Regions from separate parts of the Macaca mulatta genome. Here region 2 is linked to region 1. The links are chromatin contacts, called in public Hi-C maps. All regions are on one chromosome and are shown on one strand. Each heading gives the region's core, a stretch centred on a gene start, on an enhancer-like site or on the middle of the called end of the contact. The rest is flanking DNA. Distances are from core to core; before and after follow the strand shown. Region 1 holds the start of CDC25A (cell division cycle 25A). Region 2 holds the start of TMA7 (translation machinery associated 7 homolog).

Region 1 (4,849 bases), core at 954-3,453:
ACTTGGGCAAAGGAGAAAAAAGGAGTGGGTGGGCATGGCCTTGGACCACACTGCAGGTTATGATGGCTATGGCAAATATTGGGGTATTTCCTAAAACAAGAGCATGTGTCCTAGGTACTGTGACAGAGTTGGGATGAAAGTTGAACAGGGCACTTTCTGCTTTTCAGAAGTCGGGAAATGCACAAGACATGTGCTTAGCAAATGGGATGCCAGAGATTGAAGGGAAAGTAGCTCTTCCGCCGGAAACACCGTGGAATGCATTTTTTGCTATCAGGAAAAGCCCAGGAAGCTTTCAGAAAGTTAGGTAAAAAGACCTGGCCTTAGGAAAGCAGCAGAGTGGACATCAGGAATGTGCACGGGTCGAGGGACTGAGATGATTTTACATAAACGCCAGGAAAGAAAATGCCATGGTCCTTTATTGAGAAGGAACAAAGATCACAGCAAACTAAGATCCTGAGGGTGGTTTAGCAAAGGGTGAATGTGAGCGCCTAGAAGAGCCTGATTTTCCCCGCGGGGGTAGATTCCAAAGAGCTTCCAGGGATACAGACAGCAGTACAGTACGGAGCAATCCGAAATGGGTGAAGGTGGGCCTGGCTCGGGCTTAGGCCCGAGATCTCCACCTCTTCCCCTGGGAGGTCCGGACCGCCTCTCCCGCCCAACATTCCGCCCGGGCGGGGGTGCACATGGCGGGCCCTAGCCCGGCTGGTCCCCGAGCGGCGAACCCGGACGGAAGGGTCTCGCCCTTCTCCCGGTCCGTTTCTTGGCCTGATCTCCCCGAGGCCGACGCCGAGGCCAGAGGCCTGGGACACCGCCCGCCGGTCTCTCCTCACCTGCCCAGCCCCTGCAGCTGGTCCATAGTGACGGTCAGGTTAGTGACAGGCGACAGTCCCCCGGCGGCTGGCGCGCCAAATAGCGCCTTCACGACGGGCTGCGGCGCGGGAGGGGGGCTGCAGGCGAAGAGCAGGCGGCGGCGGTGCGGGGGCTCCGGGCCCAGTTCCATGGCGGCGCCCGGCCTCGCAGATCTCCAGCTCCCTCTTCCTCCGCCTCCGCCGCGACCGCCCCGCCCCGCACACACCGGCCTCGGCCGCGCGCCACCGGCGCCCGCGGGTCAAACACAAACACGACTCCGCGGTTCAGGGACGCGGCTGCCGCGGGCAAGCGGCGCGGCCGGGCGGGTGTGCGGACCCTCCAGGCGCCAGCCACAGGCACGGGTGCTTCCCTCTCACACCGCGAGGCCAGCGGGCGGGCGGGCGCCGGCAACCTGAAGATTAAATCCAAACAAACGCGGCGGGTCAGCGAGAGAAGGCGGGCGAGAGCCTCGAGGCAACGGCCCAGACTCAAGCTGTCTTCGCTGTTCTCCCACCCGCTTGCCCAGCTCTGGGTAGCAGAAAACCGAGCCGACCTCCACCTCTTACCCAGGCTGTCGCAGCCAATCTGGCCTTTCGCGGTAATAGCAGCTCAGTGGGGGCCGCTGCTGCCCCGCCCCCCTTTCCTAGTTGGCGCCAAACGGAATCCACCAATCAGTAAGCAACTTCTCCTCCTCGCAACCGAATGGCAGCTAGGCTGGGCCAATGAGAGGGGAAGAAGGAAGCGGCTCGCGGGACTCTGCCAGGTCATCCGCTCTCAGAAGGGGGCGGAGCCTAGAGTGGACTAGCGCGGATCAAAATGAGCGGGGGGATCAGAGGTCAATGAAAACTCCCAGCAGACCCTGCGAGACACTGCTCGCGGCTGAAAGGCCCCCTTGCCCCGTCGCATGCTGGGAAGCGTAGTTCTCATCGCGAGGCGCCGTCCAGTTAGCTTCGGCCTCCGTTGGGCCTCCACTACCTCGCCCCCAACCTGGCGCCCCACACCCTGAGGGAATGTGGAGGCTAAGGAAGAGCTGTGGAGGTCTGGCCGGATCCAGCCTTGGCTCGGCCTCTAACCGTGCAGTATTGTGGACCCCTTTCTTCCGCCCCGGGCCTTCAGGCCCCAATTTATAATGAGGGAGGGAATGGAATGACCCCCAGGACTGGACTCGACCACCAGGGCCCAACTCTGGAGGGCTCACAGACCCCGGGTGCTGCTGGCCTTATGGGATTTGAACCCCGCAGTACAACATGTGCTGTGGGCCTCAGCATTGTTTGCTCACTTCCATTCTAGCCCTTACTGGATTCTCTTAGAATCATTTCTTTCTTCCCACGACTTCTTAGCCCCCTGGGAGCACCTAGAGAGCAATAACAGCAAATACAATAATAGCAAATAATAGCTAAAGTTTACATAGTGCTTATGCACTTGACGCTGTTCCCAGTGTGTTAATCTGTATTAATTCATGTAATCTTTACAACTCTGTGACATAGAATTATCCCCATTTTCTAAGTGGGCGTATTTACTTTTATAGCCCCTGCACCTGTGGCAGTTCCTAGAACGATTTTGAGAGCCATAAGTGCATGATTTAATTGCAACCTACTGCTGAGCATAGTGGTTCACGTCTATAATCCCAGCACTTTGGGAGGGCGAGGTGGGAGGATTGCCTGAGCCCACGAATTTGAGACCAGCCTGGGCAACAAAGTGAGACACCCCCCTGCCCCCTATCTCCAAAAAAAAAAAAAAAAAAACCCTACAGTTTGAAAAGCCATGATGGACAGGTGGAAGCCCCCAGCCTTTGGCCCCAACACCAGACCCTTCACAGTGGGGAATCTCCCTCTCAGGATTCATCTGCTTTTCTGTGCACCAGTGCTCCACCACCCAGGAACCTCCCTTCCCTCCAGAAGCCCCAGGCTATTTAGGCCTCTCTGCACAGTTCACAGGGTCTGTGAACTGTTTCAAATAGTTCTCCCTGTCGTATCTCTGAATACTTTCCTCTCCTCCTGTGTTTTGTGTGGTTTAATACTTGGCTCAACATTCCTGTTACCGCATTCATTCATCCAACATATGTTTATTCAGGGATTACTAGAACAAATTCAGTGCTTGAAATAATGCCACAATCCCTTGCCCTCAGGGAGCTCTGGTCCACTGAGCTTAAAGCTCCTTCTAATAATGAAATTATTACCATGACAATAGCTGTGGTTCACGGAGGGCCGGTGGGCACCGAGAGGAGGGGCGGAGACTGGGGAAGGCAGTACAGTGGGGGGCACGTCCCAAAGGAGATTAAAGCCGAAGGTGAAGGTTGCTGGAGAAGGGGAGCTTGGAGCTGGGGGGAAGTGCTTTCTAAGGAAAGGGTCCTCAGCAGCCAGGAGGTGAGGAGGAGCGCTGTACTTGCCGGGAACTACTCCTGCGTTGATCCAGTCGGTTCTAGAATGGGCACATGGGAGTGGCTGTGAGGGACAGTTCTTGAAAGGATTGGACTTTGCTGAAGAGTTTGGTCTTATCCTGTGGACAGTGGAGGGTGTGGAGGGTATGTGATAACCGGATCAGATTTGCTTTAGGGTGGATCAGTGGAGGAGAGTGGAGAGGCCTGAGGAACAAGGACTTTTGGCTGTCCCAAAAGTCTGGGAGATTCTGAAGCAAGGTGGGGGCTCAGAGACCGAAGGAAAGGAATGACCCTGGGAGCCCTGAAGGAGGTAGATCTCATCAGATTTTGATAATTGAGAGTTAAGATTGTAGGGGGCTAGAGGGAAGGGAGGAGGCTAGAATGATTCTTAGGTAATGATTCAAGTACCTGGGTGGATGTAACATTTCAACAACTGGAGACATAATTCTTGGAGGAATTTGATGAGCTCAGTTTTGTGCTGGTGGCCTGGCTAGGGGGTGTAGTCAGGAGACAGATTTGGTGTTGATTAGCATGAAGATGGTAATGCCCACTGAGGATGTACAAAGGGTTTTTAGGACCCTGGATCTGGGGAGCACTAGCATTGAGGACTTCATGTAGTGGGACAGGACCACAAAGCTGGGGCTGAGAAAGAAACCACAAGGGAGCAGCTAAGTCCATAGTTCAGAGGTGCACCGAGGAGAGTCACTGAAGGTGGCCAGAAGGAGGTCATGGGCAACCATGGAAATCGTGGGAAGGTGAGGAGGTGGCCACAGAAGGCTGTGGGAAGGGAAAAGTTGGCACAGAAGCTACAGTACAGTTCAAATGTGCCAAAATGCACGTGCACAAATATTCATGGCCATGTTAATCATTGTAGCCCCAAACAGAAAGCAACCCTAATGCCCATCAACAATTAAATCAGTAAATAGAACAAAGTTATTTTATACAGTGATGAAAAGGACAGAAGCACTACCCACAGTAGGAGTGAATCTCACATCAATGTCAAACATAAGAAGGAAGACACAGAAGAGAACATGCTGTTTAGGTCTGGCTCACACCTGTAATCCCAGCACTTTGGGAGGCTGAGGCAGGCAGATCACTTGAGGCCAGGAATTCGAGACCAGCCTGGCCAACATGGTGAAACCCAGTCTCTACTAAAAAAAAAAATATATATATATATACACACACACACACACACACACACCCCCACACACGTGTGTGCGCGTATATACATATATAATACACACACATATATATACACACACACTACATACACAAAATTTAGCCATGCGTGGTGGCACACAACTGTAATTCCAGCTACTATGGAGGCTGAGGCATGAGAATTGCTTGAACCCAGGAGGTGGAGGTTGCAGTGAACCAAGATTGAGCCACTGCACTCCAGCCTGGGTGACAGGGCGAGACTCCGTTTCAAAAAAAAAAAAAAAAAGTTAGTTATAGTACTAGTTACCTTTCAGAAAGATGGTGGTGATTGCAAGGGGCCATGAAGGGGATATTGGCAACTGGTCATATTCTGTTTCTTATTCATTTTTCACTTTTTGAGACAGAGTCTTGCTCTGTGGCCCAGGCTGGAGTGCAGTGACATGATCATGGCTCACTACAGAA
Region 2 (4,988 bases), core at 1,674-4,173, 280 kb after region 1:
AGAAAATAATAAAAAGTTGGAAGAGAACTTCCACAAACTCCCAATCACCAGTAACTGCCCCATTTCCACCTCCTCTCTTGATCCTCGGGATAAAAAAACCCATGCTTCTAGGGAAGACCAACCTGTGCCCCAGGGCCCAAATCCTCTCTCTTCCTGAGACACTGCTCAGTAATTGATCTGACACCCCCACCAGCAACTGCCCCATTTCTCTGGTTCCCTTTATAACCAAACTCCTTGACAGACTGCCTGAATTCACTGTTTCTGTTCCTCTTCTCTGATTCCATCCAGCTCCCTCTGATCTGGCCTTCACCCCCTCCTCCTTCACATGCCGTTTCACTTGGTTTCCAGTGCCCACTCATCTGCCTAACCTCTGGAATATGCAGCACCCCAGCGCTCAGCACTCAGACTCCTCTCTTATCCAGTCCTGTGGTTTTAAAAATCATCTATGAAAATGGTCTAAAAAATTTATTTTAGTGAAGGCCATACAACTCTGTGAATATAATAAAACCACTGAATTGCACACATTGCATGAATTGTATGGTATGCAAGTTATACATCAATAAAGTTGTTTTAAAAAAAAAAAAATTATACTCTTGACTTCTCCAGCCTATACCTCTCTCCACAGGGTTCTTGGCTCATTTATCAAACTTCCCAACCTGTATCTCTGCCTGAAAATCTTTTTTTTTTTTTTTTTTTTGAGACGGAGTCTTGCTCTGTCGCCCAGGCTGGAGTGCAGTGGCGCAATCTCGGCTCACTGCAACCTCCACCTCCCGGGTTCAAGCAATTCTCCTGCCTCAGCCTCCTGAGTAGCTGGGATTACAGGCACCCCACCATGCCCAGCTAATTTTTATATTTTTAGTAGAGACGGGGTTTCACCATGTTGGTCAGGCTGGTCTCGAATCCCTGACCTCGTGATCCACCCACCTCAGCCTCCCAAAGTGCTGGGATTACAGGCAGGAGTCACCACGCCCGGCCCGTCTGCCTGAAAATCTAATGGAGATCTCATCTTCCCCTCCCAAACCTGTTTTTCCCATAGCCTTCTCCAACATGGATGACAGCAATACCAGGTTCAAGTATTCAGACCAACAACCTCGCATCACCCCTGATTCCTCATTTCTCTCCCACCTCACATCCATCTATCAGCAAATGCCACTGGCTTTCCAAATCCAGGATCCCTCCTCTTCTCACCTCTGCCACTGCTACCAAATGGTCCCAATGACCTACATCACATCTCTAGCCTGGACTATCCCAAGAGCCTCCTGACAGACGTCACCCTGCTTCTATTCCAGTCACTGCAATTTATTGTCAGCAGAGTCAATGTTCCTTTCCAAACACAGGTGGGACCATGTCTCTCTGCTCAACCCCTACAACGGTTCCCCACTTCTCTCAAGGTAAAAGCCTGTCTTTTCCATGGCCTACAGGGAACCTACCCACTGGCTCTCATTCCTCTGACCTCATCTCCCACTAGTCTCCCTTTCCTCACTCCACTCCAAGCACATGGATCTTCTTGAAGTTGCTGGAGCGCACCAGGTTGTCCCCAGCTCAGGGCCTTCATGACAGCTGCTATCAGTGCTGCTTGCTCCCTCACCTTCTTCAAGTCCTGCTCAACTAGTAGCCCCTTGGGAGGTCTACACACACCCTATCAGATATGGCGATCCCACTCCCACCCTAGCACTCCTGACCCACTGTCTACACTTTATTTTTTCCATGCACCTATCACATGACCTACAATATGTATCTCATTTATTTGCTTTGGTTATAGTCTGTCTCACTCACTAGAATTTCAGCTTGGTACCTACATATAGTACATACCCAGCAAAAAATGTATTCATCTGCCTAATCTTTGGACACTGTAGCATCCCAGCACTCAGCACCGTTACTTAAAAAATTAAGAGCTTTGGCCAGGCGCGGTGGCTCACGCCTGTAATCCTAACACTTTGGGAGGCTTAGGCAGGAGGATCATGAGGTCAGGAGTTCGAGACCAGCCTGGCCAATATGGCAAAACCCCGTCTCTACCACAAATTTTCCAGGCATGGTGGCGGGCATCTGTAATCCCAGCTACTGGGGAGGCGAAACCCCGTCTCTACTAAAAATACAAAAATTTTCCGGGCATGGTGGTAGGCACCTGTAATCCCAGCTACTGGGGAGGCTGAGACAGGAGAATCGCTTGAACCCAGGAAGCAGAGGTTGAAGTGATCGTGCCATTGCACTCCAGCCTGGGCGACAAGAGCAAGGCTCCATCTCGGGGGGGGAAAAAAAGCTTTATTGATATATAACTTGCATACCATATAATTCACGCAATAACTTGCATACCATATAATTCACGCAATGTGTACAATTCAGTGGTTTTAGCATATTCACAGAGTTGTATGGCCATGACCAAAATAAATTTTTTAGACCATTTTCATAGATGAATAAACAGAATTCGCAAACTGCTGCACCCCTGACTATATTATAAAACAAACTCCTTACAGGGGTTTTCAAAGCTATAGGACCATGTGATATAACTCCCTCCCACTTCTGCCATCTCCCAGCCTACTCTACCTCCACCCAAGCTGTGCTTTCCTCGGTTCCAAGAACGCGCCGAGCTTCAAGGCCTTTGCACATGCACATGCCCTGCTGTGTACCTGAAGTGCTCTTCCCGCGCACGGCCACAGGCCTGGGGGGCCTTCCGATTAAGTACCCCTCTTACGGTTCCGGATTCTACCCTGGCAGGACGACCCTAGTTCCTCGTACCTGGCGCGGCCGGACCTAGCGTCTGCCACTCAGTTGACCTCTGACCTGTTAGTCCCCGCCCCTGGAGCGCCGCATCCGGTAGCGAGAGTTCAACTTCCTGACTAGGAGCCAATCAGGGGGGCCGCCCCGCTGTCTACGACAGAGGGTGGGGGAAGACGCGCCGTTTCCGGTGGCAGGGTCTGGGGAAGGGGCGCAAGGCGCGATGTCCGGCCGCGAAGGTAAGTGTTGCGGGACGGTGAGGACTGTGAGGACTGCGGGGACGGCGGGGCGGGGACCGGGCGGCAGGGGCAGGCCGAACGTGTTCGTGTCGCCCACAGGGGGCAAGAAGAAGCCACTGAAACAGCCTAAGAAGCAGGCCAAGGAGATGGACGAGGTGAGGGCGGGCGCGGAGACACGGGCGGGTGCGGAGGGCCTGGGAAACAGGCCTGAGTTGAACCCCCTTTGCCTCTCCCCAGGAAGATAAGGCTTTCAAGCAGAAACAAAAAGAGGAGCAGAAGAAACTCGAGGAGCTAAAAGCGAAGGCCGCGGGGAAGGGGCCCTTGGGTAAGTGGGGGCTGAATGTAGCTCAAGCTGGCCAAACGCTATGAGCGTCTGTTGGGATGAGGGCGCGGACATGCCTTTTTCCTGCCTACTGAACTGCGAGGTCTCGTTTTCCGACGTCCGCTGTAGCGGATGGTCCTTAGCCAGTCTCGGATTTGCAGCAGCAGTAAGGGCCGGGAGCTGGAAACGAAGTCTCCTGCCTCCCAGGCAGTCTGGACTTCCATTCCTTAGGGAATGCAGAAACGGAAACATTGAAATGTATTTACCTCAGACGCAGATTCATACAGTTAAGTTTCTCAGTGTCTTCCGCAATCTCTTGCCCCAAATTCGTATTTTACTGCCTTCTTAGTGTTTGAACGTTACTTGACTTCGAAGTTTTTCTGTGTGTTTTTTGTTTTGTTTTGTTTTTTTGAGACAGGCTCACTCTGTCTCCCAGGTTGGAATGCAGCGGCGCGATCGCGGCTCACTGCAGCCTCCGCCTTCCTGGTTCAAGCGATTCTCCTACCTCATCCTCCCAAGTAGCTGGGCGTACAGGCGGCTGCCACCACGTCTGGCTAATTTTTCTCTTTTTTTTTTTTTTTTGAGACGGAGTTCGGCTAATTTTTGTACTTTTAGTAGAGAGAGGGTTTCACCATCTTGGCCAGGCGGGTCTTGAACTCCTGACCTCGTGATCCACCCGCCTCGGCCTCCCAAATGCTGGGATTGCAGGCGTGAACCACCGCGCCTAATTTTTTTCGTATTTATTGTAGAGACGGAGTTTCACCATGTTGGCCAAGCTGGTCTCAACTCCTGACCTCAGGTGATCCACCCGCCTGGGCCTCCCAAAGTGCTCGGATTACAAACCTGAGCCAAAGCGCCCGGCCACCCTTTTTTTTTTTGGTACTCATATTATCTCTATGCTTTTGCTTTCTGAGTCTTTTTACTTCTGGGTGTGCCTAGACTAAAAGATAAAGTCCAGGCTCTTCAGTGTGCTGTTGCTCCATATGCTTTTCTAACTGAATCCTCCACCTTTTTACATCTTTTATGTAGGAGGAATTCATTACATTTCAAAAGATTTTTCAGGCCCAGCAGTTCTAGTACTTTATGTGCATCTTAAGCGTTATTTTACATTCATCCAACTAGTGATTATTTTCTCCACAGTTGTTTATGCCCTATTTGAGCACTGTGAGCCACACTAGGCATGATGGAGACAAGGATGGTGGGAGTGTCATCCGGGGCTTCTCAAGACCTCTCTCCCAGTGGGTTTGATCCATTATTCTTTACCTACCCAGCACTGAGATTCTAGTTCTTGAGATTCCTTTTCAGAATGGTGTAAGGGGCCAGGCACAGTGGCTGACGACCATAATCCTAGTGCTTTGGGAGGCCTAAGCAGGAGGATTGTTTAAGGCTAGGAGTTCACAGCATCAAATGGAGACCCTGTCTACAGAAAAATTTTAAAATTAGCTGAGCGTGGTGGTGGTGGCTCATTTCCTGTAATCCCAGCTATTTAAAAGGCTGAGGCAGCCTCATTTAAGCACAGGAGTTAAAGGTAAGAGGATTATTTGAGCACAGGAGTTCAGGCTGCAGTGAGCTGGGATCACGCCACTGTATTCCAGCCTGGGAGACAGAGTGAGATCCTATCTCAAAAAAAAAAAAAAAAAAAAAAGGTATCTTGCACCCTCTTTTAATCTGTGATTGTGTATAGGGAAAAGATCAGTCCTTAGTGTAACTCT

The links. Hi-C and Micro-C count contacts between places; a contact is called where the count stands out from the background.
Region 2: a Hi-C map of fetal cortex germinal zone shows a contact between it and region 1, with 3 times the contacts expected there. The contact joins the promoter of TMA7 here to the promoter of CDC25A in region 1. A contact is called at or near these places in 5 of 14 Hi-C or Micro-C datasets (CD4 T cells, blood, fetal cortex germinal zone and 2 more).

What each region holds. Positions count from the first base shown.
Region 1 is chr2:111,566,824-111,571,672 of T2T-MMU8v2.0, forward strand. It overlaps CDC25A (cell division cycle 25A), which reads right to left and starts at 2,204. Exons shown (of 15, transcript XM_077992526.1): 1 at 1,416-2,204; 2 at 831-1,261. The coding sequence starts at 1,000.
Region 2 is chr2:111,844,608-111,849,595 of T2T-MMU8v2.0, forward strand. TMA7 (translation machinery associated 7 homolog) reads left to right here and starts at 2,924. Exons shown (of 4, transcript NM_001193367.1): 1 at 2,924-2,954; 2 at 3,054-3,109; 3 at 3,192-3,279. The coding sequence starts at 2,939. The region is part of intron 1 of TREX1 (three prime repair exonuclease 1); the gene reads left to right. CCDC51 (coiled-coil domain containing 51) reads right to left here and starts at 2,791. Exons shown (of 3, transcript XM_028844086.2): 1 at 2,737-2,791.